Linked DNA regions of Mus musculus: all the other regions are linked to region 2. Evidence: chromatin contacts called from public HiCAR-type and HiChIP or PLAC-seq data. All regions are on one chromosome and are shown on one strand. The core of a region is the stretch at or near the end of the contact, and the rest is flanking DNA. Distances in the headings are between cores, read along the strand shown. Region 1 has its middle 3.5 kb from the start of Gm33724. Region 2 overlaps Gm973 (predicted gene 973). Region 3 has its middle 6.1 kb from the start of Gm51625. Region 4 has its middle 10 kb from the start of Gm33774.

What was found. HiCAR-type assays count read pairs that join an accessible place to other places. HiChIP or PLAC-seq counts read pairs in DNA pulled down with a chosen protein or histone mark.
Region 1: a HiCAR-type map of embryonic stem cells shows a contact between it and region 2, with 2.4 times the contacts expected there. The contact joins two enhancer-like sites. A contact is called at or near these places in 14 of 484 Hi-C or Micro-C datasets (the Ba/F3 cell line, the G1E-ER4 cell line, astrocytes and 8 more), 10 of 115 datasets of contacts at active chromatin or transcription factors (T-cell acute lymphoblastic leukemia, bone marrow-derived macrophages, embryonic basal ganglia and 1 more) and 1 of 9 other capture datasets (embryonic stem cells).
Region 3: an H3K27ac HiChIP or PLAC-seq map of embryonic stem cells shows a contact between it and region 2, with 16 read pairs. The contact joins two enhancer-like sites. A contact is called at or near these places in 4 of 484 Hi-C or Micro-C datasets (bone marrow-derived macrophages, cerebellar granule neurons, embryonic stem cells and 1 more), 11 of 115 datasets of contacts at active chromatin or transcription factors (bone marrow-derived macrophages, embryonic stem cells, pancreatic cancer cells and 1 more) and 2 of 9 other capture datasets (adipose tissue and embryonic stem cells).
Region 4: an H3K27ac HiChIP or PLAC-seq map of embryonic stem cells shows a contact between it and region 2, with 20 read pairs. The contact joins two enhancer-like sites. A contact is called at or near these places in 4 of 484 Hi-C or Micro-C datasets (the N1E-115 cell line, beige adipocytes, bone marrow-derived macrophages and 1 more), 9 of 115 datasets of contacts at active chromatin or transcription factors (T-cell acute lymphoblastic leukemia, bone marrow-derived macrophages, embryonic basal ganglia and 1 more) and 2 of 9 other capture datasets (adipose tissue and embryonic stem cells).

The regions. Positions count from the first base shown.
Region 1 is chr1:59,419,527-59,425,414 of GRCm38.p6, forward strand. No RefSeq gene overlaps it. Among named protein-coding and RNA genes, the nearest start is that of Gm33724, 3.5 kb to the left of the region's middle. Within about 2 kb of position 3,620, at least 53 of the 459 cell types and tissues checked have an H3K27ac peak or open chromatin away from gene starts, as enhancers often do. A contact at or near this core is called in embryonic stem cells, where this site is marked.
Region 2 is chr1:59,604,444-59,610,749 of GRCm38.p6, forward strand. It overlaps Gm973 (predicted gene 973), which reads left to right. Exons shown (of 19, transcript NM_001357842.1): 11 at 3,290-3,362. Among named protein-coding and RNA genes, the nearest start is that of Gm39648, 11 kb to the left of the region's middle. Within about 2 kb of position 4,623, at least 51 of the 459 cell types and tissues checked have an H3K27ac peak or open chromatin away from gene starts, as enhancers often do. A contact at or near this core is called in the N1E-115 cell line and embryonic stem cells, where this site is marked.
Region 3 is chr1:59,371,318-59,377,660 of GRCm38.p6, forward strand. No RefSeq gene overlaps it. Among named protein-coding and RNA genes, the nearest start is that of Gm51625, 6.1 kb to the left of the region's middle. Within about 2 kb of position 4,929, at least 47 of the 459 cell types and tissues checked have an H3K27ac peak or open chromatin away from gene starts, as enhancers often do. A contact at or near this core is called in embryonic stem cells, where this site is marked.
Region 4 is chr1:59,445,409-59,451,679 of GRCm38.p6, forward strand. No RefSeq gene overlaps it. Among named protein-coding and RNA genes, the nearest start is that of Gm33774, 10 kb to the right of the region's middle. Within about 2 kb of position 3,268, at least 54 of the 459 cell types and tissues checked have an H3K27ac peak or open chromatin away from gene starts, as enhancers often do. A contact at or near this core is called in the N1E-115 cell line and embryonic stem cells, where this site is marked.

The DNA.
Region 1 (5,888 bases), core at 2,370-4,869, 190 kb before region 2:
GATTTAACCACCAAGTTATACTGCCTAGAGATCGCACTGCCCGCAGTGGGCAGGCCCTCCGACATCAATCAAGAAAATGCTCATAGGCCATCCAACAGATGCTGCCCCACAATTGAGGTTCCCTCCTCCAAGCCAGGCAATGTTAGCTTGTAAAGCTTCTACAAAAACTAGTACAGCCTCCCTCTCCCTCTCCCTGTCCCTCTCCCCCTCCCCCTCCCCCTCCTCGTCGCCCTCCCCCCTTTCACCCTTACTGTGCTTTTGAGGTAAGGTCTTGCCATGTAATTCAGGTCTGGCATCCAATTCATGATCCTCCTGCCTCAGCTTCCTTTTAAAGCCCAGCTCAGCATCTCTAAAAGCATCGGAGACTCAACAGTGTCTTTCCGGGCCCTGTGAGTCCTGTCCCCTGAGCAGCTGTCCTTGTGGAGTGTATAACTCTGACCCAGGACCAGCCCTGAGAACAAATGTTTGAAGATGTCAGGCTGTTCCCTTGGGTGTCATTTCCCCACCTGAGACTATGATGTCCCAGTTCCCCTGACAGACCTCTACTCACCAAGACAACAGGTTTGAACCCCCAGAGCCTGGGCAGACCAAACTCTCATGCCAGAATGTCTCTTCCTCATATGAACTCAAAGGCTGTGAGCACAAAACATAGACAAGAGCCAGGCTGTCTGGAAGGGATGCGTCCTCCAAATCATGGAGGCTGGTTGACTCACATTTTCACAGAACTGGAATATTCTTACGTGGTTTGTGGTTTCCCACAAAGTGTTTTGTTTTTGTTTTTTGTTTTTGTTTTTTGTTTTGTTTTTTTAAATGCTTTATATAATACTAGTCTGTTCCACTTTCACAGATCCAAGACAACTTTAATTTTTAAAAATGTATTTATCTATTCACATTACAACCCAATATCAGCCCCTCCCCTCCTCCCAGTACCCCCTCATACAAGTCCTCCTCCACCCCACCTTTTCCTTCTCTTTTGAGGAGAAGTTCCCCTCTGGGTGTCACCCTCCACTTCCCATTCCCACCCCCATCTGCCCCCCACAGCCCCCCAATGCACATCTAGTTGAGGGATTAGGCACATCCTCTCCCACTAAGGCCAAACAATGCAGTCCATTTAGGGGTGAGGGATCCACAGGCAGGCAGACAACAGGTTCAGGGACAGCCCCTGCTCCAGTTGTTGGGGGACCCCCATGAAGACCAAACTGCTCATCTGCTACACATGTGCAGGGGGCCTAGGTCCAGCCCCTGCTCCCTCTTTGTTTGGTGACTGGGTCTCTGGGAGACAACCCTAATTTTTAAAAGTTTCTTCTTTCTCATCTTGTCAAAGCACTCTCACAACAGGTATCCTGGGACCACATCTGTTTCACCAGCCTATAGCAAAGCACTGTGCATCCATAAATGGGCTCGTGCAGTGGGGAGGGAAGAGAACAGAGTAACTGGGGAAATGCATCCACTTTGCCTCTGTTGGAAGGGTCAAGACCGAGCTACAGAGAAGTGGGACCTTGGAAGGGTTCTGCTATCTGACTCGCTTCTATTATTACTGAGAACCGTGAAATTAACAGGTTTGTGTGAAGCAGTGATAATGTGTCTTCACCATCACCAGGATGTGAGGCTGTTGAATCCATGGTCCACTGATGCTCAGAGTGTCCCTAGTAGGTGGTTACCCTTCACTCTGTAGAATCTCTATACATCCCTCATGGCTGTTGGGGGAAGGGTAATGTTTGGAATGTGCGTGGTCCACACACACCCACTACCCAGTTCATATGCTGGCTTCAATATGGTTTCGTCAATACGGTGGTGGGATGCCATGAGAGTAGTCTTCCTGAGTGGGACTGGTGGAGACCACGTACAGACAATTGTACAGACAATTCCACTAAGCTCCTCCCAACAGTGACCTAGCAACAGTGGAATCATCACCTACTGCCATTACTACCTACACCCACCAACCTGCCAGGTGCCAGTGACCTGGCATACCCTCAATACCCCACCCCACCCCTTCTTCTTCTTTTGATATCTCCCTCTCCCTCCCTTCTCACTCTCTTTCTCTCTCTATCCCCATATGTTCCCAGCCCACCTCTCTTTCTCTTTCTCTTTCTCTTTCTCTTTCTCTTTCTCTTTCTCTTTCTCTTTCTCTTTCTCTTTCTCTTTCTCTCTCTCTCTCTCTCTCTCTCTCTCTCTCTCTCCCTCTCCCTCTCCCTCTCCCTCTCCCTCTCCCTCTCCCTCTCCCTCTCCCTCTCTCTCTTTCTCTTTCTCTCTCTCCTTCTCTGTCCCCCACCTTCTCTGCCTCTACCCCTTTTCCAAGTCCTCACTCCCCTTCCCCCTTAATAAACTTTCCTTATATCGGATCTGTAATGGTGTGATTTCTCAAGTGGACACCTTGACATATGCCCGCCAGGTACCTCCTTACTCCAGCTGCTGCCGCATTTTATTTCATAACACAAACCACCAGTTTCTTGGCCTAGGATGCTGGTTGGAGTCTGAGCCCCGTTCCTGCCTGTGTTTTTGACTGGGTGCATGCCACGCTGGATCCCACTTTCCCATACCTTGTCTCAAAGGACCTTACTACATCCATTTCTTTGCACCACACCCCCCTCCAAACTGGCACACAATTTCTAGGAGGAAACTTCTAGAAGAACAAGAGTGTTTTTAATTCTAGCATCTCTGTGTGTGTGTGTGTGTGTGTGTGTGTGTGTGTGTTGAGGGTGCCTCTTGGGCACTTCCTAGGAGATAAAGATGATGTTCGTAGTGTTGACAGTCAAGGCAGCGAGAAACGGAAACATTAGGGACAGCCAGAACACAACTAAGTCAGACTGTAATTTGCTAAGCCCTATACCAAAATCCTTGCCAACCACACCATTGTTCTGTGCTTGCCTGGATTTCCATTCTAACTGAGCTGCTCAGTGAAGCCACACTGGGGCCTCCCCTAGATCCTGGGTTAGGCCATTAGCGATGCCAGCTCCCTTCACACCCACAAAGAGATGCTGCCTGGAGCTAAGACACAGGGATCCTCTGGAGGCTCCAGGCTGTCCAGAGAAGTTCTCGGCGGTCCCCACCCCTTGGACGGGTTTCCAAGCTTTAGACAGCTCACTTGTCAAAACACCTTGAAATAGTCAGGCTAGGTACAATATAAACATTCGTGTAGTTACAGGATAATAATTACACCCTCCATGTACATAACACCTTTCTCCCCCAGAGCAGCCGACTCCTGCATTATCTCATTAGTTCTCCCATCCCTGGGAGGCAGGGAGGACCCAGTGTGGTTGCCCACAGTTCACAGATGGGAGAGAGAAAAGGAAAGAAGGAAAGGAGGGAGAGAGGGAAGAAAGAGGGAAGGACCTGGCCCAGGGTCACACACTTAGTTACAGGGGTTAGGTGTGGTCTAGCTGGGGACTTGGGGAGAAAAATGGAAAAGCCTCCTCCACTGAGCACTTGAGAGATGGTGCCAGACAGACGGGACCAGGTTTCCTTTGCAGCAGCCTTCTGGGCTGGGAGTCTTCTGGTCCTCACTCTGCAGATGGGGAAAGTATGCACAGAGAAGTGCAGCTGCTTCCAAGGGCGCGTCAGAGGCAGGCCAGCTCCCGGCAGTCCTGAACAGCCAGCAGAACCTCAGCCAGCACCCGGAGCAACCGAGCAAGGCTAGGTAAACAAAGGCAGGGAAGGGGTTGGGCCCCCCTCTGGCCCACAGAGGTCAGAGGTAGCTGAGCAAAAGCTGCTCATTATGTAGCCTTATGGAATCCATAGAAAAGGCCCTAATTCACTGAGAGCTGCACCCCACCCCCATGCCTCTCCCCTCGCTGGTCGCGTTCTCGGGCTCATCCTTTTGACATAGGGACAATTACTGCCATTCATACCCACCCCGACCACCTGCCACCGGCTCATTCTCATGCTCATGGGGCTAAAGAGCAGGCACAAAACCGGCCAAACTGAGATTCCCACCAGACCCAGGAAGGGACCCCTGTGCACCCCCCCACCCCACCCCACCCCCACCCCTGCCAGAGCACAGGGGCAGGAGGCCTCCCTTTACAATTTCCGGGGTCCTGTGGGGACTGGAAAACTCAAGCTAGAGCTGGCAAGGAGGTTGCCTGGCCTGACTGCTCAAGGCATCTCAACTCTCTGGGAGGTCTGACCGGAAGTTACGCCTTTGCGATGCAAAGGCTTGGGTCCCAAGTTCTGACCCTCACAGAGTGTGTGGCTGGAGCTGGGGATTATATATTCAGAAATTCTGTGAACTGGTCGGTATCGGTCACACTGGAAGTTTGAAATGACCTCTGTCAGGACAATACCATGCGCATGGGCAAATGCTGCCTGTCCTCCACCCCACTTGCCCACCCCTGCCTCACAGCCAGCTGTTAAACATTTACAGGCATAGTCACCTTCCAGGAACATCTGGACAGACTGCAAAAGCAAGGCAGGCTCTCGGGCCAGCCAAAATGTCCACTCCTAGCCAGAAACAAGATCCTCTGAGCTGTCCCTGATGGGTATCTGGGCATTCAACATTGTAGAGACACTTTCTTCTAAGCTCCTTCAAAAACCAAGCCAAACTAACAAGATTATTATTTGAACCCAAAGAATGGATTCTCTGTATAGAGAGTGAGTGTTGGCTCTTTGGCACCATTTGCTAAGACACCAAACCACACGTTCATCATGATACTTGCAAACACTGAATGGATTAGACTGAACTGGGTTATTTTTTAAAAGAGGCTTCAGGTCCTGGGTTCAATTCCTGACAATCATGTGGTACCTCACAGCCATCTAATATGTAATCTTATGCCCTCTTCTGGCACACAGGTGTACATGCAGATAAAGCACTCATACACATGAAATAAATAATAAATTAAAAAAAAAGATACTTCATTTGGTTAATGAATCAATGTACAGGTGTCAAGGGTGATGTTTTAGTCGGCATATAAACATATGCTGGTTAATAGTGGCAATTTGGCAGACAGGATCTGGACTGACTTAGGCTCTGGTGATGCATTTGAGGGATTATCCAGATGAGATTAACTGAGGTGAGCTAGCAGACCCACCTCAGAGGCAGGCAGCATCCACAGGCTGAGGTAGAAGAAGCAGGCTGAGCAGAGCACAGGCATTCACGGCTCTTTCCTGACTGCAGCTGCCTCAAGCTCCTGCCACCACACCTTACCCACACGATGAACTTTACCACAGCTCTGTAAGCCGTAATAAACCCTTCCTTCCCTCTTTAGGTTGCATCCGTTGAGTATCTCACTGCAGCAATGAGTCAAGTGTCTAATATAACGTGTGTGGCCGCCTTCCGATGGTGGAGTAACAAGGACTCTCCCACCCTGTACAGGGCCTGCCTAGAGGTGGATGGACCTCCTTGTGGTCTTTGAAACACTTCTCAGGATGCTGAGGGACATTGTGAGGTCCAGTGAAATTGTCTGTCTGTGCAACTTACCAGAAGGCAAGAGAGAATCCTGCCCTAAAACAGGAGGCATTTGGGAGCTGTTTTCATGGTAAAGGCTGGAGAACAGAACTTAGTTTTGAAACAGCCATGTTTGCAGCCATTGCGGGGATGTTGCTTTCTCCTGAGTGTAGTGTAAAGAAAGTGAATAAACAAGCTACGGGCAGAGCCTCCAACTGCTGTCCACTGAAAAGCTGTGGTTGCTATCTCTTTGGAAAGCATTTTATACCTTGTTCATCGCCCACTCTGAGACTTGCCCATGTAGTCAGTCCTAAATCCTCTACACAAACCCTACAGGTCCTTGCAAATCCCAAACCCTGGGGTTGGATGCAGGAGCAGCTCTGGTCTTCACCAGGTTTATCTCAGTAACTCAAGGACTCTTTAAACCTCCTGCCTAAGCCTAATCAAGCCCTTTCTCCAGGCTACACATGTAATTAATTCTAATTAATTCTAATCTCTTGCAGTCCTA
Region 2 (6,306 bases), core at 3,373-5,872:
TTTGACATCCCAGGTGTGCCCCATGGCAGCCACAATCCTTGTGGAATGGCTACCTTGGAAATGCCTTTATGGGTTGAAGCTGATGAGGCAAAAGCCCGTTGGAATTCTGGACATTCATCAATAGTATGATGCTCCAACACTCGTGATAGTGAGTGACTGGAAAGAAGAAGATTCCTCCTCCTCAAATCTCCTAGTCCCTGTACGGAAGTTTAGCACTGTCTAAAGCCTGAGAGGCCGAGCTTCTCTGCGTTAGCCTCCTGTACCGGGATGGCTGTTGGCTTTCAGTTCAAGTTTTGAATCTGAAATGCGCAAAGAGGACGTTTAATTATTTACTGGGGGCTGATGGCTTCACACCCACGGTGCGGCTAAGGATAACATTGACCTTCTGGTGTTACCTCTGCCTCTTAGAGTCCTTGGGTCACAGGCATGCACCACTATGCCTGGCCCTGCGTGCCCTTCGCTGACGTGTCAAATGCAATGCAAACAGAGAAATAGAAAACTGGATTTTCACGGAAATCGGGTGTTCGAATACACATTATTTGGAGTCGTACTATTAGATTTCTTTCTTTCTGTCTGTCTGTCTGTCTGGTTGGTTGATTTGGTTTGGTTTGGTTTTCCAAGACAGGGGTTCTCTGTGAAGCTCTGACTGTCCTGGAACTCACTTTATAGACCAGGCTGGCCTCAAACTCAAACATCTGCCTGCCTCTGCCTCCCAAGTGCAGGGATTAAAAGCTATGCCACCACTGCCCAGCCACTCTCAGATTTCTTGGAGTTCTATGTCAACTCAGTTACCTTGTTCTCCCTAAAATTACTGTAATTACCAATCCAGCTGATAGGCCATGTAGGCCATGTAGGCCTTAGGTACATTATTTCGCATGTGGGCTCATATGTTTAAAAAAAGAAAAAGACAGAGTCTTGGTGCTTCTCAGTATCTGAAGAAACTGAATTTAAGAGTAAGCTGCTTTCTCTAATAAGGGTTCACTCGAAGAGTTTCCAGATCACTGACTCCCCCTGCCTCCATCTTCCCATCTCGGAAATGGGGAGAATATTCCTCACCCCTGCAGGCCTAGGGATGCATGTTGCTGAGACCAGCCATTTTTCTGCATTTGAAATTCTTCCAATACAGGAAACTCATTTCCCTCTTTCCATCCAAGTTCCTGTTAGATTGAAAGGCGTTATAAACAAGGAGGCAAAAAACTGATTTTTTTTTTTTTTTTTTTTTTTTTTTTAGCTTTCTAACTCAACGGTTTACAGTGACTGAGGAAGGGTTTTGTGCAGTGCTTGGTTTGGTTGGCTTTTCTATGTTTGGGTGACTTTTGTTTGGTTGTTTGGTTGGTTGGTTGGTTTTAGCCTTTCTCTTATTGTGGGACTTTTTAATTTTATTTTTACTTATTTATCTTTATTTTATTTTTACCATACTGGGCACATCTGAGAAATCCAAAGGAGGGACAGTTATTGGCCCCTTTAGCATTTCGTGTCAGCAGATCTCACCAGCTCTAAGCACTAGGCCAGCAAGGAAGAAACCCGGGTCAGAGCCAGCAGGTGAATTAAAGACACAGAGGGTATTGAGAAGAAGGCCTTAGCACAGCATTTGTCAGCCTTGCTAATGTGGTGACCCTGTAACACAGTTCCTCACGTTGTGGTGACCCCAACCATATTATTCCATGGCTACTTCATAACTGTAATTTGCCACTGTTAAGAACTGTAATGTAAATATCAGTGTTTTTCGATGGTCATAGGCGAGCAACCCTGTAAAAGGGTTGACCCATCCCCAAAGGGGTCAAAACCCACAGGTTTTAGCAGATGATAAATTTTCTCTTCCCAGTGTGGGCAATTTGATGACAAGTGGACAAGTGCCCACTAAAGGGTGGGACTATGGGAGGGACTTCCACAGCCCACAGCTTGCAGTGGCTCAATCCAGCTGTGTAACCACCCGCACCCAAGTTCACGAAATAATGACTCTAAGACTGAAGAATCATGAATAATTGCCTAGGGTGAAAGCTTTGGCTAATTCCCAACTCAGTTATCCTGTTTATTCTACGTCCCGCCACGTGGCTGGTCACCTCTTCTCAGCTTCATGGACTGTCTTCCTCAGAGTTTGGGGGGAAGCTCTCTGGTGTCTGACTCCATCCTAGAATCCCAGTCTTTCTTCTGAATGTCCCACCTTCTAATCCTGCCTCAGCTCATTGGCCATCAGCTTTTTATTGACAGGTAATGCTTCCACACAGTGCACAGAGATTCTCTCTACACAGCTGTATCACTGAATATAATCCCAGTACCCGCTGGTCCGCGCACGCGCACGCTCACGAGCAGCCTCACCTAACAGCTCAGGATGTCTCCTTTCTCGCCAGCTCCACCTTGCTCTGCTTTTTGGTTGCTAAGGAGCTGCCCTTCAGCTGCTGGAGGACAGGGGTTCTTGATCCAACTGCGCGATGGAACAAAACGCCTCAAAACCCCACTACCCCACAGTGTCCGATTTTGCTTGGTGTTAGATCCTGCTTTTTTTGTTTGGTTGGTTTGGATTTCTTTAACTCTTCAAATGATTCTGATGAGCAGCAGCTGAGATTTAACAGCTCTGGGGGGGGGGGGGATTTCTGGACAGTGAAATCGCTCCTGTGACTCAGGGAGAGAGGGAAGAGGGTATCAAATGGGAGAACGAACCCAACCCATGGTAACCCTGGGACGCCACCAAAGGCCAAGCCGACCCTTTGGCTTCCCTGCCTCTCCTCAGTGTCATGTATTTGTTCTCAGGATAAAGAAAGAAACCCTTCCCCTGCCTTAGAGGCTGTGGCTCCTCCCCAAGCTCCCCCCTCCTCTCAGCCTTTACTCGCTTGCCAGTTCTGTCAAGTCCCTAGAGGTGCTCCACACCCTCCCAGCAGCTGGCCTGTGCCATCCTTTTTCCCTTCTCGATCAGCGGGACTAAAGCCCCACCTGGCTCCTTAAAACTTATCTCTGGACGCTTATGCTGAAAGAAACTGACAGAGAGGACAGGCTGGGGATGGTAGCTCTGCAGCTGAGCACTTGCCTGGCATGGGAAGACATCCTGATTATAGTCCTCAGCAGCACTGGATAATGGTAGCACACGCCTTTAATCCCAGCACTCAGGAGGCAGAGGAAATTGGATCTCTGTGAGTTCAAAACCAGCCTGGTCTACAGAGTGAGCTCCAGGACAGCCAGGGCTACATAAGGACACCCTGTCTCAAAAATCCACACTCTACCGGAAGGGCATGGACACAGGGGAGTTTGCATTTATTTTGTCTCATTATTCTTTTGTGTGTTAACCCAATAGGAACGTGGAAGTGAACTTGACTCTCATGAAGAACCAGGAGGACCCCTCAGAGGAAATGCCAAAGACAGCCAAGGTAGAGTGAGCTGGCGATTCGTGAATCCTTTCACTGGGACTGCCCAGATAGAACTCGGTGTTGTTCAGACCCATTAACAGAGAAGTCTTTCCATGTCCCTTCAAAGCATGAACTGGAAGTTAGAAGCAGAGGCCTCTGTCTGTCGAATGCAAATGCAAGCGACATGTTTTCTGTTCTTCCATTATTTAAAGATTTCTTTCCTGCTGGAGACTGCAGACTGAGACAAGAGTAGAGACTTCGGGGACAGACACAAACCCCACCCCCACCCCAAGCATCCACCCTTCTCCACCTCCTGCTTTCATGGAGGTGTGCATATGCTGGTGAGGCGGCTAGGGTTCCATGCCTACAGACATGCTGGTACGAGAAAGCAGGACCTTCTCTTTAGAGGCCTAGCTGCTGTCGACCAGAGCCCTGGCTGGCAAGAATGCCAAAGAGGCACAGGTCTTTAATCCTAGCACTTGGGAGATAAAGATAGGTAGATCTCTGGGAGTTCAAGGCCAGCCTGGTCTCCTTAGTTCCAGGACAGCCAGCACTACAGAGAGATCCTTTCTCAAACGAACAGTGTGCCTTGGTGGAGGCTTCCTTCAAAAACAAGTTTATATTGATCATGACGGGTGGTAGTAGTTCTAAGAAATACTGAGCCTGGGGCCACTGGGTGTGGAGGCACTCACAGTTCATAGCTCAGAGACTGAATTAGGCTCTCAATGCTTTTGTGGGCACCTAGGCATATTACTACCCCACTGGGCTCTGGCAGCAGGACTGTTCCTTACCCATTATAGCTTCTAGTTTTGGTTTGGTATGGTTTCAGTTTCGGTTTTAGTTTTAGTTTTGCTTGTGTGTTTTAAGACAGTCTCAGTGTGTGACTTTGGCTGTCCTGGAACTCACAGAAATCCCCCTGCCCCTGCCCCCGCCCCTGCCTCTTATTAGCATTAAAGGTGGGTGTCATTGCTTCTTGCAGAAGTGAAAACCCCTTACCTTTCTTTCTTTCTTTCTTTCTTTCTTTCTTTCTTTCTTTCTTTCATTCAAGATTATTTTCTGTATATGAGTACACTGTTGCTATCTTCAGCCACATCACAAGGGCATCAGATCCCATTACAGATGGTTGTGAGCCACCGTGTGGTTGCTGGGAATTGAACTCAGGACCTCTGGAAGAGAAGCCAATGCTCTTAACCAGTGAGCCATCTCTCCAGCCCCACTTACATTTCTAAGGGTGGGTTCCAGGCCAGACAGAAGCCATGTGCTTATTGTTGCTACACAATGTACAGCAGAGGGAGCAAGCGGGCCTGAACTCCAGCCTGGGCTCTGAAACCTAAACCATGTGACTCACAGAGAGGGCGCCTTTTTTCTTTCCTGGCCCCTTAAAGTCACAAGCGAATGCATGCCCAGCTGCAGGTCTGTGCTACTAAACTGAACCTGAACTGTGTAGCAGGCTACAAGCACCTTCACCTCTCCACGCCTGGCATCCTTTTCTGCCTCAGGGACTGGTAAAAGAACTTTACTCTTTAAGCGGTGATGAGGAACGAAAAAAAAAAATGATGTCCCTTAATAAATACCAACCTCAATTTGGACATTGCAGCAAATTAATATCTTCCCTCTGTGGTCACTACCAAACTGTGAAACAACACTGACTCTGCCTCCTTAAGTGGAAGGTTTTGATCTTTCCTGTTTATCTTCCACTGTTTCTTCCCATCCTACTCAAAAATAATTTTATACTGATTTTATTATTTCTAAATGTATTTATTTTTATTTTCTGTGTATGGGTGTTTTACCGGCATGTACGTCTGTGTATCATGTGCATGCAGTGCCTGAGGAGACCAACAGAGGGCGTCAGATCCCCTGCAACCCTACTTACAGATGGTTGTGAGCCACCATGTGCTTGCTGGAAATAGAACCCAGGACCTCTGCAAGAGGAGCCAATGCTCTTAACCGCTGAGCCATCTCTCCAGCCCTATACTGATATTTAATGTCATTCTTTGTGGGTATCTGATAAGAATATATTTTGGGAGTATGAGGCCTAGGTTGGTCAGGATTTTAAGCAAGAATTCTTCTAACATGAGGCTCTGTCACCTCCATGCTCAAAGCTGAGTGACACTAGCCAGGAAAATGTACCCTGATCTTCAGATTGTCCCTGTTGTAAATCACAGATCCAGAATGCGAACCCTGGCAGGCTCCAGCGTCTTAGCCAAGTGCAGCGGGGGCTTTAGGCACCACAGAACATGGCCCAAGCTAAGCCATGACTGAGTCAGTCAAAACAGATTTCCTGTCTCATGACGCCAGGGCCGGCTCCGGCCGAGTCCTCGGAGGTTAGCCAGACATTCTCAATGCAATGAAATGCCACTGCAGAAAGTCACCGGAGGCCTGTGCCTGTCTCAATGACAAATGCTAATTTTTAGAAAGGCTTTCCGGTCTTGGAAGGCAAGAAGAAGGAAATTCCAAGGAAGTGCTTTTAGCTGTTTAAAGAACAATTCTCCCCTTTGGTCTTAATGGTCATGTTGTTTTTCCTACTTTAAATTCAGTAGTGACCTGCACGGTTTATTATAAGGAGTGAGCCAGATACTAGGGATACATCTCAGTGTTATAACACTTTCTAGGATGTGTGAGGCCCTGGGTTCAGTCACCAGTATTACATGGATTGCATATATATACACACACACACACACATTAGTACATTTTTTAAAAAAAGTATGAGTGATCTAGTGAGAGGACTTAGAATTCTTTTGCAAGTTTCCACAAGATAAGGTTCACCAGCAACCTCCAAATCTGGGCAGACTGGGGAAACAGTCCCAAAGCCCAAGGAAAGGATAAAAGGTCAATTCTAGTTACTTCCTAGATCAGTGGTTCTGAAACGTTAGTGCACTTCAGAAGCACCTACACGTTTTGGTTTGGTTTGGTTTGGTTTGGTTTGGTTTGGTTTGGTTTGGTTTTAAGACAGGGTTTCTCTGTG
Region 3 (6,343 bases), core at 3,679-6,178, 230 kb before region 2:
ATAAAACTGCCAAGGAAACAGGTAACATAGCATCCAAGGTCACACAGCTGCCTCATGACAGAGATGGGATGGGAAGCCAATCAGAGGTTTTGCTTCATACTGAACAGTTCCAAGAAGAGTAGAGTAACCTAGTCAGAAGGTCAGTTTTTTATCCTGCCACATTCAATCAATCTTCCTCTACGCCCTTGGGATTTGCTCTACCAGGGCAACTAGTTAATGACTGCAAAGGCTTAGCGAAAGCTCACTACTAGAAAGGGACCAGTCCCATCTGCTGCATTGCCACATCTCCAGCACTCTTGTGGAACACCCTTTGAAGCCCATAGACGATGTGCATTTGTACACAGTCAGCCTTGAGCAGGCAAGGATTGGACCAAAGAGAAAGGTAGTGGCAGCTAGTCGCTCCTGCTCTGAAGGGAAGGGCTTTGAGTGTGTGTTTTCCATCTGAACAAAGAGAAAGAGAAATCCAGACTTGGACTGTAAATCAATCAAACCCCATTTTCCAAAGACAGTAACAACTGGACTCTTCTAGTTGGAGAAAAATGACTTTTCTATGGGGGAAAAAAAAGAATACTGCCTATACAAGACAGCCATTGATAGCTATACTGTCAATTTATTTAAGAGCAAAGTAGTTAAAATGGTAACATTTGTTATTTGTATTTTATATATTATTGTATTTATTTACATATTATGTTGGCAAATATATACTAATCTTGTTGTGTGGCTCAGGATTACCTCAGACTTCTGAGTAACTGGGACTCTAGACACTCACACACACCACACAGACCACACACAATATATACACACTTACACATATACACTCACTCTCATACACTTACTCTCTCACACACACATACCACATAAACATACATACACACCACCCACACAATGCACACACATACCATACAAATGCCATATACAACTGTATATACCCATACACACATACATACATACCACACAGACATACATACACACATATACACATACAGACACAGAAATAGTAACTTTTTAAAAAGCTCCCTTTTCCTTCTGTCGTCCTTTCCTTTCCTTTCTTCCCATAAAACTTAGTCCTATGAATCCAATAAGGAAACTGTGGTCCCTTCTGGGAGGTGAAAGCCCATGTGGCCTGTGCTTGGTTACTACCCAGGGGACAGCTCTGTGCTGTCCTGGAGAAGGTGAGGGGGGGGGACAACTGTTTCTCAGGTAAGACAAGGCTAGAAAGTTTCTTCTGGGAAGACAAACAAGTGGTCATTTGACAGAGAAACAGAAAAAAAATACTTTTATGAATATTATAGAAGGTTCTAGAATTACAAAAAGTAAGTTCTTACAGAGGAACACTGGAGTAGCTAAAGATGGAGATGGTGAGAGAGGATCTCTTTTCCCAGGCTCCCATGCTTCCACATCCCTTCTGTGCAAGGACACCTGGATCTCTTCAGGAAACTGTCCAAACAAAACTGAATACAAGCAGTGGTGTAAGTGTCTGTGTGTGTGATTGTGTGTGAGTGTGCATACAGGCAAGCAAGTGCATGTATATGCATGTGTGAGAGACTGGAGTTGTGATGAATAAATTTGTTAAAGATTGGAATTCTTGTCTACCATTCCTTCTGATCTCTGGTTGCATAAGATATCATTTGTTTAAGTTGACAAGCTCGTGACATCAACCTCAAAGGTGAGGGCTTCCTCTGTCAGCCAGAGATTTGTTGAAACCCTTTTTGAATGTGATCATTATATTTTTCAGAATGCGCATCTCTTGGATGTCAAGGGAATGTGTAAGTTTCCCACCAACTCTGTTCCCCTCTGCCTACCCACTTCCCTTTCAGGCCAGTGAGCAGTTCCTGGCTTTGTGGTCGGGATTCAGGAACTCATCAATAGAAAAGTGACATGCCTGAGCAAAAGATATAGCACAGGGTTGTTGCATTATCCACATCTTTCCTTCCAGTTTCATTGTTTGTTTTTGAACTAAAATTCATATGCCATAGTATTTGCCTGGTTAAGAGTATATGATCCAAGCCAGGCCATGGTGACACATGTCTTTAATACCGGCACTCTGGAGGCAGAGACGGGAGGATCTCTGAGTTTGAGGCCAGCCTAGTTTACACAGTGAGGTACAGGACAGCCAGTCCTACACAGAGAAACTGTGTCTCAAGAAACCAACCAACCAAACAACCAAACAAACAAAAACCCTAAAAGGAGCATATGATTCAGTGGGGCTTTAGGGTTCATCTATTTGTTTTTGTGAGAAGAGTCTCTAGCCCAAACTAGCTTCAAACTTGTTCTGTAACCAAAGATTATCTTGAACTTTAGATCCCCCCTGCCTCTACTGCCAGATGCTGGGATTGTATGTAAACCCACCTTACCACGCCAGTTTTATGTGAGGCTAGAGAAAGAACCCAGAATTTGGTGTGGTGCAGGCTAGGCAAATACTTGACCTCCAGCCCCCAATCCAGTGGTTTTTAATATGTTCATACAGTTCACATACAATATGTGGCTACCAGAACAATACATTTAGGATTTACTGCCCCCAAAGAAAGGGCATACCCTTTTCCAGTAGCCCTTCCTCTGCCCCCTACTCCTTTATCCTTCACCGGAGGCGATCACTGATCTGATTTCTGTCTGCGTGCTTTGCTTATTCTGGACGTTGCTTCTAACAGAATCATATGCTGTATGATCCTTATCATGGGTCTTTCAGTTCATATAAGGCTTTCAAACTTTATTTTGTATTATCTTCTAGTTTTTCATTTTATTTTATGGTTAAAAAATACGCATTTTGTGAATAAACTGTACTTCATTTGTTCCTTTGATAGATATGCATGCTGTTTTTCAGTTTGGGGCTGCTGAATAATTGCTATGGACATTTATGGTCAAATTTTCATGAGGCCTGTTTTCCATCTCTTGATATAGATATAAAAGTGACTCATGTGAATGTTCTATGTTTGGCATTTTTGAGAACTACCAGCCTGTTTTCCCATACTTACTATCCTAGTTTCTATCGCTGTGATGAAACACCATAACCAAAAACCAAGTTGGGGAAGAATAGATTTGTTTGGCTTACACTTCCACATTATAGTCTGTTCCTAAAGTAGGCCAGGACAGGAACCTGGAGGCAGAAGCTGATGCAGAGGCCATAGAGGAATGCTGTTTACTGGCTTGCTTCCTGTGGCTTACTCAGTCTGCTTTTTCATAGAAGCCAGGACTGCCAATGAAGGGATGGTACCACCACAATGGACCGAGCCCTCTTCTATTTATCATTCATTAAGAAGATGCCCCAACACCAGATCTTATGGAGGCTGATTCAAATTGACATAAAACTATCCAGCACGCGCACACACACACACACACACACACACACACACATATATTTGCACCTTTAAAATATGAATTAGACCTGGAGGTAAAGTACTTTAATGTGGATTAGGTCCTGGGTTTAACCTCATAACACCAAAAATCAAAACTAAAGTGAAACAAACAGGTAGTGTTAACTCTTCAAATGTCTGGCTTCCCTCTCACACTGCACACAGCAGTATGTGCTTGTCCATGGTTGTGGCTTCATTACTGAACCAGAGCATCGTGTCCCTGATGCTCAAGCTGTGGCATCCTGGGACACCGCTGACCTTGGCTTAAAAGGCCCTCCCAGGAGAATCCCAGGTTCACTCCTCAGACTCATGGAGGAACAGTTTCCTTCTACCAGTCTCTTTTACTGGCTGGATGGGAGCTCTCATCCAAAAGGCCTGAGGTGGTTTGAAGGCTTAGTCCTCAGTTGGTGGGACTGTTTGGGAAGGATTGGGAGGTGTGGCTTTGCTTAAAAAAGGTGTGTCATGGGGGCAGTCTTTGAGGTTTCAAAAGGACATGACATTCCCATTAGCAGGACTCTCTCTCTCTCTCTCTCTCTCTCTCTCTCTCTCTCTCTCTCTCTCTCTCTCTCCCCCCCCCCCTCTTTCTCGATTATGGATCATATGTAACCTCCAAAACCATTCCAGAAAGCCTGCTGCCATGTTCCCTGCCATGATGGTCACAGACTTACATTCTGGAACTGTTAGTCATCAAATTAAAGTGTGTGTGTGTGTGTGTGTGTGTGTGTGAGTGTTTGTGTGTGTGTGTGTTTACAAATTGGCAGGCTGGAGAGATGGCTCAGCAATTAAGCACACTGACTGTTCTTGCAGAGGTCCTGAGTTCAGTTCCCAGCAACCACCGGTGGCTCACAACCATCTGTAATGGAATCTGATGCCCTCTTCTGGTGTGTCTGAAGAGAGTAACTTTGTACTTACATACATAAAATAAATAAAAATTTTAGCTGGGCAGTGGTGGCACAAGCCTTTAATCCCAGCACTCGGGAGGCAGAGACAGGTGGATTTCTGAGTTCGAAGCCAGCCTGGTCTACAGAGTGAGTTCCAGGACAGCCAGGGCTATACAGAGAAACCCTGTCTCAAAAAACCAAAAATTATAATAAATAAATAAATATTTTAAAAATAATTTTTTTAAAAAAAGAATAACTGTGGTTGGGAATGAATAAAGTTTGGCGGTTCTTCAAGATTACAAATTGGCTTGGTCATGGTGTTTTGTCACAGCAGCAAAACAGTAACTAAGACAGAAGCTCTGCTCCTTTTCCCAGCACACCCCTATCTACAGAATCATTCAAGTTTAGGGTAAAGGCCTGGAGTTTCTTAACCCGAGCAGCATGGGGAAGAAAAACCAAGTGAGGACTTATGACCAGAAGACCTAAGCAGTTCTTCCTCCCCTTGGTGGATTCCAGTATCCAATTCTGGGGAGGGGCCAAGGGATAAAGAAAGTACTGTGCTATTGGGTGGTGGTAACAAGCCTGTGGAGGGGAGTGCTGGCCCCCACAGCAGACCACCCACCTATTCTGTGCCAGCCACTAAACATCAGCCCTCTATTCATCCCCATCCTTGGGGAGGAAACCGTGGGCTCAGGGATGAAAACAATTGCCCTGCCTGCCCCAGAGCAGCGGAAGGCAGAATTGAGCAGAAGACAAACGAGGGTGAATCCCAGACCGCTCTGAGCCGGTTCACTAGCCCCGCGATCTGGACTCCAGATGCAGGCAGTGAACGCTTGGCCCCACGTGCTCTGGGAGAATCCACCGGACATCATTCAGTGGCCTTCCGACTCGAGCACCTGGCCCACCACAAGCGGGCAGCTGTCACTGCTATTTTGGAGGCAATCATATATTTTTAATGACCTGCAAAATCTCCCTGTGAGAAGGGAGGGAGAGTTGAAATTACAGCCAAGCAATTTGCATTGCGAATCAAGTTGTCCTCCCTCCTGCCCTCCACGAATATGCAGAAATAAATGCCTCCTAATGAACCCTGGGGGCCTGGGGCTTTGATATGCATTCTGCTGGAGGGGTAAAGAGTCCTAAGCAGACTGAGACCCAGCAGGAAGTTGGAGCAGGAGGCCAAGGCAGTCCTCTTCCAGCCTTGGAGGAAGGAAATTGGATTATCTTGCTAGCAGTTGGTGGTTTTCTATCGCTTAGAACCACAGATGAGAGCCTCTCCTAGCCAGAACTGGAGTCAGTGCTATTTAACCAGCAGGCTCCTGGCCCTGCTACACCTTCCCCAGGCTGGCTTTGCTCACTGTATGCCCCAACCAGACTCCCCAAGTCTTCAGGCACTCCAAAGCTTTTTATCTTTTCCAGGATTTAAGAAAACCTGCTGGGAGCTGGAGAGATGGCTCAGCAGCTGAGAGGACCAGCTGATCTTCCAGAGGTCCTGAGTTCAAATCCCAGCAACCACACGGTGGCTCACAATCATCTGTAATGGAATCTGATTCCATCTTCTGCTATGCATGAAAACAGAGCATTCATATACATAAAATAAACAAATAAGTGTGTGTGTGTGTGTGTGGTCTGTGTATCTATACAAGTCTGTGATACTGATGGGGCTGTGTTGAGTTTGTGTTGTGAGTCTGAGGGTGTATGGACTTGGTATTTGTGTCAGCTTTCCAGTGTTTGCCAGTAATGGTTTGTGTGGACTTGTGAAAGGGCGAGAAGAGAAAGCCTGTTCGTTGCCTTCCTTCTGGATAGCAGCAAGGTCAGCGCAGAAAAAGGGGCTCCACAGGAGATCACAAGGTCCCTGGAGCCCCCTCCCCCCAAGTCACACCCTTTCCGGGACTAAAGGCGCCTCCGGCTGATCCTTCCCTCTAAACATCTTGCACGGCCATGCAAGGCCCCTCCAAGTTTAGACAAATAGGTCTGGCCTTCAGTCAGCTGGCACCCAATCCTACCCACCGGGATGAGTAGCCTCAGCTGTCTGCCCACTTCCTCTTTAAGTGATAGCCTGTGGATGGCAGATCCACCACCTTGTGGTAGACACTTGTGTGTTAATAAATGTGA
Region 4 (6,271 bases), core at 2,018-4,517, 160 kb before region 2:
TGAAGCCCCAGGTATCGGCTGGACTCTGTCCCCTGATGTTGGGCTAGCAAGCAAAACCCACCAAACTGGCTTTTAACATAGGTGCTGGGGATCTGACCCAGGACCTCATGCTTGCTCAGCGAACACTTCACCAACAACCTGCTCCCTGAGCCCCTTTCTTTCTCTCGCTTTCTCTCTCTCTCTCTCTTTCCCTCCCTCCCTCCCTCCCTTCCCCCTTCCTTCCTTCCTTCCTTCCTTCCCCAAGGCCTCTATGTGTGGTAGGTAAATACTATACCACTAACTTGTATCCCCAGCCTTTACATTTTTATTTCCAATTTTTGAACCGTAGTTTTTTCTGAATTGCTTAAGCTAAGGACAAAAAGTATTTCAAGAGGGCAGAAAAAAGCTGATGTTGACAACAGTTTCATGAGTCAGAGATGGACAGAAAGCCTTATCGAACTCGTGCCTTCCTTCATTTGGTCAGTGCATGGTGCAGGACTGCCTGTGTGCCCCACACAGCAGGAAGTCCCAAGACTAAGACAGTGAGTAGGACCAGACCCTCCCTCAGAGAAGCTGGGGGACTGTGGTGTCCACAATGGAAGGATGAAACACTGTCACAGCAGGAACACAAGCAAACTGTGGAATCACTTGAGGGACAAAGTTGAGAGGGAAGCAGGGGGCTGTGCACTGCTATCTATCTACAGGTGAGCCTCAATTGTCCAGTAGAGTGGTGGAAAGGAAGGAAGCTCCCAGATGAAGAAAGAGCACAGGCAAAGATCCAAGCTGAACAGGAAAGTAGACCTTGTCAGTTGACAATCTTGAAGCCAGAAGGGACAGCATAGATTTGATAAGATCAGAGATTGGAGGTCACTACAGAAAACAAATGGTGACCACACAGAAAAAGGGATAATTTCAGTCTACAGTCTAGACAACTAAGGGCTGGGAGTTCTAACCAGGGTTATGAAATCCACATGGAATGAAGCCTGAAGCAGACAAACTGCCTAGGGAGGCATCTAAGGTGAATTGGCAGTTAGAAGGAAGTAGAATTGGCGGAAGTGAAGATGCAAGCTGAGGCCGGCCTGGGAAACAAGAAACCCTAGAAATCAACAACAGGATGCCACTTCAGCATGGCACTCACAGCAGAAGCCAGCCTGCTCCTGCAAAAAGTCTAGGAGCTGGGTAATGTCAAGTGTTGGCAGGGGTAGGAGATCAAGGACCCTGCACTTGCTGGTGGGACCGTGAACTGCTTTGGCAATTTAGGTAGAGGAAGAAATTACAGCAAGCGGCTCTGCTCCTGGCTATGAATCTAGCAGGTGATAATGTTGATCAAATAGGAAGCTGGAAGCCATCCAAGAGTAGGCCACTGGGAGAATGGATAAGTACGGTAAAGTCACGTCATAGAATGTGGCACAAAACTAGAAGCGGTAAATTAAATATACTTATAACAGCTTGGAGAGGACCTTTAAAATGTGGTACTAAGTAAGAATAACAACAACAACGCAAAAGGTAAAAAAAATAAATTCCAAAGGCATTTATGGAAATAAAAGATACAGACGGACATCAACATTTGAGCATAGCAAGTGGTCCAGCTTCCTCCACTGGGGTGGCAGTCATCGCTTCCCTCTTCCAAATTATGTTTATCATAACAATTACCACCTTCCAATCTACTGATAACTTTCCTTTGTAAACAGAGAAAAGGAGTATACAGGGTCTCACTTTGTAGCCCTGGCTGGCCTACATACAGACTAAGCTGGCCTCAAAGCTGCGGTGATCCTCCTGCCTCTGCCTCCTGAACGCAGTGAGTTGTTGTACAGGCCACCATGCAAAGCATTCGTGTTGGTAATTTCTTTCTTTTCTGTATTTGTTTTCAGGTGCTGAGCACTGAACCCAGAGCCTTGAGCATGCTGAGCAAACACTACCACTAGGCCTTCTTCTTCATTGTCTTTTGCTTCTTAACAGAGTCTGAGATCCCACCCACGCTGGCCTCAGCCAGAATGCTGTTGAGAATGGCTGATAGGTTATTTCTCTGCTGGTGAGAGGAGCCAATTCGAGCCAGATCGGAATATATTAAAGGCGGGTTTGTTGGGAAGCTGCTCTCAGGTGAATTCACTGGCCTCAATGTTGTCTTGGGGGGAGGGAGTGAGGGAGTGGGAAGAGAGGGGAGGAGGGAGGGAGGGAAGGAGGGAAGGAGGGAGGGAGGGAGGGAGGGAGAAAGAAAGAAAGAAAACAAGCCTGGGTTATATAGGGAGGAGCCTGGGTTGGGGAGCAGCCCAGAGGCTGAAAAGTTAGAGGTTGGGGGCAGGGTATGCCAGGTCGGGACTGAGGGATGCTGGGAGAACCTGGAGGCCAGGTCTGTTTTGTAGAATATGCCCCTCAGTCCCTTGTCCCAGGATCTGAAACCAAATAATGGCCTTGAACCTGGAACTTCTGGTGCTCTTGCCTCTGCCTCCTGACCGCTGGAGTTACAGATGTGTGCTGCCATAGTGTTTTTGTGCTGCTGGGGATGAAAACCCAGTGCTTTGTGTGTATTAGCCTAGCTCTACCAACCGGGCTCCAGCCCTGCAGTCCTTTCTTTCTTTTAAACCCATAAGTAAATGTGTATCATCCTGTTAGAATATGCATCCCATGAGAGCAAGGGTCTTTGTCAAGTTTGTTCACCAATGTGGCCCACAAAAGTCTGGCACAAAGCAGGAAACTCAACAAACATGTGTTGAATGAATTGATGACTGAGATACAATATACGTTGAGCAAGAATATGTAAGTCGAAAAGATCCGCTTTAAAGGCCGTAAGCGTGAATGCCTATGGACTGCAGGGAATACGAGGAAATAAGTCCTAAGGAAGCAGGAGAGGGTTTCAGGGGAAAGTGGGGGATGAAAGAGAGACAGTTGATTGGGAGGGCATCAGGCAGGAGCCATCAGACAGAAGCTGTAGGAACACTCTGGGCTTGGGCAAGTAGGGGGACTTGTTCTCCCTCCTCCCTGTGTCAGCCATGTCTACCCCTTCTAAGGCGTCAGATCTTGGCAACATAAGCCCAAAGCTACTGAGTCCCTGTGCTAGGAGCTCAAAAGTCTGAAAGAATCCAGGGGGAAGGCCCTCCTGGCCCATCTTAGGAAAGATACCGGTCAGAAGAATCCGCCCCAGATACCACTCAGGCCCACAGAAGTTTAGCCAGTTTGTGGATTTGGAATTCCAACTAGTTAACAAGCATTTGCAGGTTTAAAGCACAACAAAGACTGTATTCATGCTAGAAAGGTCTTTATAAGTCTTCAGTTTCCGTACCACCTCCGTACCTGAGGAGAGGCTTTAGAAAAACAATCCTCAGGCAGCCTTCCCACTGAGATTCCGACTCAAAGGATCCCTGGGGAATCTGTTTTGTGGGTTTTTTTTGTTTTGTTTTGTTTTGTTTTGCTTTGTTTTTTGATTCTCCAGGTAGTTGTGGACCAAAGCCACTTCCAGGCAGACCATCAGTTTGCATCAAGCATCCTCCTCTGGTGGAAGCAGGAATTCTCTGGGAGGTGGTAGCTGGTGGAACCTTCAGAAGCCAGTGCAAGGAGAGCAAGGGGTGCCGGCCTGCAGACAATGAGGCAAACACCCCCTCAGCCCTGCTTTAGCATCAACATTCCAGGTTCACCCACCTGGGCCCTTGGTCACCAGGAGACCTCACATGTACACGCAGGCTATAACCTGCCCTAAGCCCTGATCCAGCTGCTCTTCCCAAGCAACTGTCAGCCGGCTGAAAACAAAGGCGATTGTTCTCTCAAGAATGCTTTGCAGGGAGGTAGCTGTCTGTCCATCCTTTCCCTCTCCCCCAATCCCTTCCGGCCTAGGTTCCCACCTTTAATCCCCCGGAGAGAAGGTGTTCTAAATAGGGCTGCTCTTGGCACCTTCCTGGGTCCAATTTGGAAGTCACCACTGGTGTGCTCCTGTGTGGTTACTGGTCCACAATCCTCCAGCTCCGAGTGAGCACCCTCATTTTCTACACTGGAGGCTGAGGTTCGGGTAGAGGAAGGCATTTTAAAAAAAAAAAAGGAAAAAAACCCACACACTTGGAGATGCCAGGCTTCCTACGGGAATCTTCCTTTTATCGACCGGAGAGTCTCGTCTGCCCCTGCCCCCACCCGATGAAGCAGTAAATTGTAACAAGAGAATCTGGCTGAACAAGTTTCTGGTTCCTCGCTATCTTGTGGACAAAGAACTCTTTGAATATGGTTTCTGTGTTTGGCTTCTAGCAATGGAGTGGAAAGTGATGTTTTCACTATTGCTGGAATTTTCTCCCTTCGGCAATGTCCAATAACGGCCATTCACGAGGAAGGCGGCATTGGGTCCCATGGGGGCAGGGAGGCCACGTGGCAGGAGAGCTGTGGCCAGACCATTTCCTGCTAATTAACCTGTGGATATTGATAATATTTCTCTCTGGGACACTGCTGTAGATAAGGCGTCTGTCCCTTGCTGGTCACCAAAGCATCAATAGGCAGACGGCCCCAGTTTAACAGGGTCCATAATCCAAGCTTGCTGGAGATGAGTGATTGATAGAAAGCGATCGCTTTAAAAGGAGTCCAAATCTAAACAGAATGTGTCTGGTTACTAACAAAATTAAATTACCCTCTGCTGAAGGAACTTCCCTTCCAGGGAAAATAAACTTACCGTTGCAGATAAAATAGAAACGTGGGCATAAATTCTTGGCGACTCCTAAGAACAAGCAAGGGAGAGTGTCAAATTTATGAGCTTAATTTTATTTCGTGTTTTCCCCCATTTTGATATACTTTGTTGGCAAGAAAGTACAAAAAGAAGTAGCAGGGGAAGCTATATTCGAAGGGTCAAAAGCCTAATAGATTGTTGCAAAGTACCTGGAGGCCTAGGCTTTATTTAACTCTCTTCTCTGGGCTCTTCTGGGAAATTACTTTTTTCCCCCTCTTTCCTTCCTTCCTAGAAACATGATAAGCAGGCTGCTGAAGAGAGAAGGGCCAGGTATGGATTCTTCCTGACTGGGACGGTCTCTCTCTGCTTTCAGGCCTGCACAGTCTTGGGCTCTGAGGAGGACAGACAGTCTTCATGGGAAAGCCTGTGCTCACAAGTAATGCAGACAGATTCCAAGTTGGGGGGAGGTGGGGGGGGGGATGGCCTCTGGATCTAAAACTGTTTAGGGAGGTTGGGAGAACTCTCCAGAGAATGGACGAAGCCCCGACTCAATCCAGGGCTAACCCATGAGAGACATCCCCAAAGCACCGCTAAGCCGCAAGCCCGGAGCCTGCAGGTGCTACTGATCAAAGAGCATGGAGGTTCCAGTAGGCAGACTTGGTTTATTAAGTGTTCCCTGGGAATGAGGCCGGCCTATGAGGCCCAGGCTTTAACAACGGCACCCCTTTCTTGTCTTTGAAGTCAGTTTCTAAGTCTCTACCCTGACAGAGAAACTTTATCTCCCCCACCCTTGGAGCCCCGATTGGTTATTTCTCCGATGTGGAGACAGTGAGCTCAGCTAGACCCTACACAGCCCTCTTCTGAAGAGAGACACGCCATCGGTGCGGCACTGTGCTTAGAAGAAATGTGCACTTATTTAACTTTAACGGAACGGGCTACAGTGTCCTGTCAGGGAAGGTGCCTCCGCTGTCCCTCTTCATGAACCCCACCAAGCTGGGTGGGTTACCAGGATCTGCGTGTGGTGGTGGTGGGTAGCTCTGTGTGCCTGCTAGGCCGTGGCTCTCCATCCCATGCCCATTGCACTCCCGCGGTGAGCAGCCCAGCTGCAGTGCTGTGGGCAGCCCAGCCCAGTGGTGACCACAGTGGGGAAAGGCCCTCTGGCACCCACTCCTGTCTTTCTCGGGCTTCCTGTGGGATCTGAGGCTGCTGGTAAGTTCTTCACCACCTGACCCACCAGTGAGCCAGGATCTTAGTCACCAGGGGCTGGGAGGACCTTAGTGTGCCCCGGGCTGCCACAATTAATGTCCCATAAGTGTCGCCCAATTTTTGATGTGCTCTCAGCTATTCTTCTTAAACCCCCCTTTCAACTCACCACTGTTCCTAAAACCCTCCTGTGTGTGTGGCAACGGCTTGAAATTTCACTGCAACCCAGAAAAAATTTAATGAGACTCCATTATCTTCACTCACTTCCCACTTGTTGATCTCCTGTGTGATCAACACCAGCAAGAAAACAGCAAACTAGGCTGGCCTTCATCTCTGAGGCAGCATATCCAGCTGATCATTTATTCTTCAGTCTTCCTGGAAATTTCCCGTGTGTTTTTCCCCCGTCTCTTGGGCTCTGCTCTGACGGGATAACCCTGCTAAGTCAGCTAG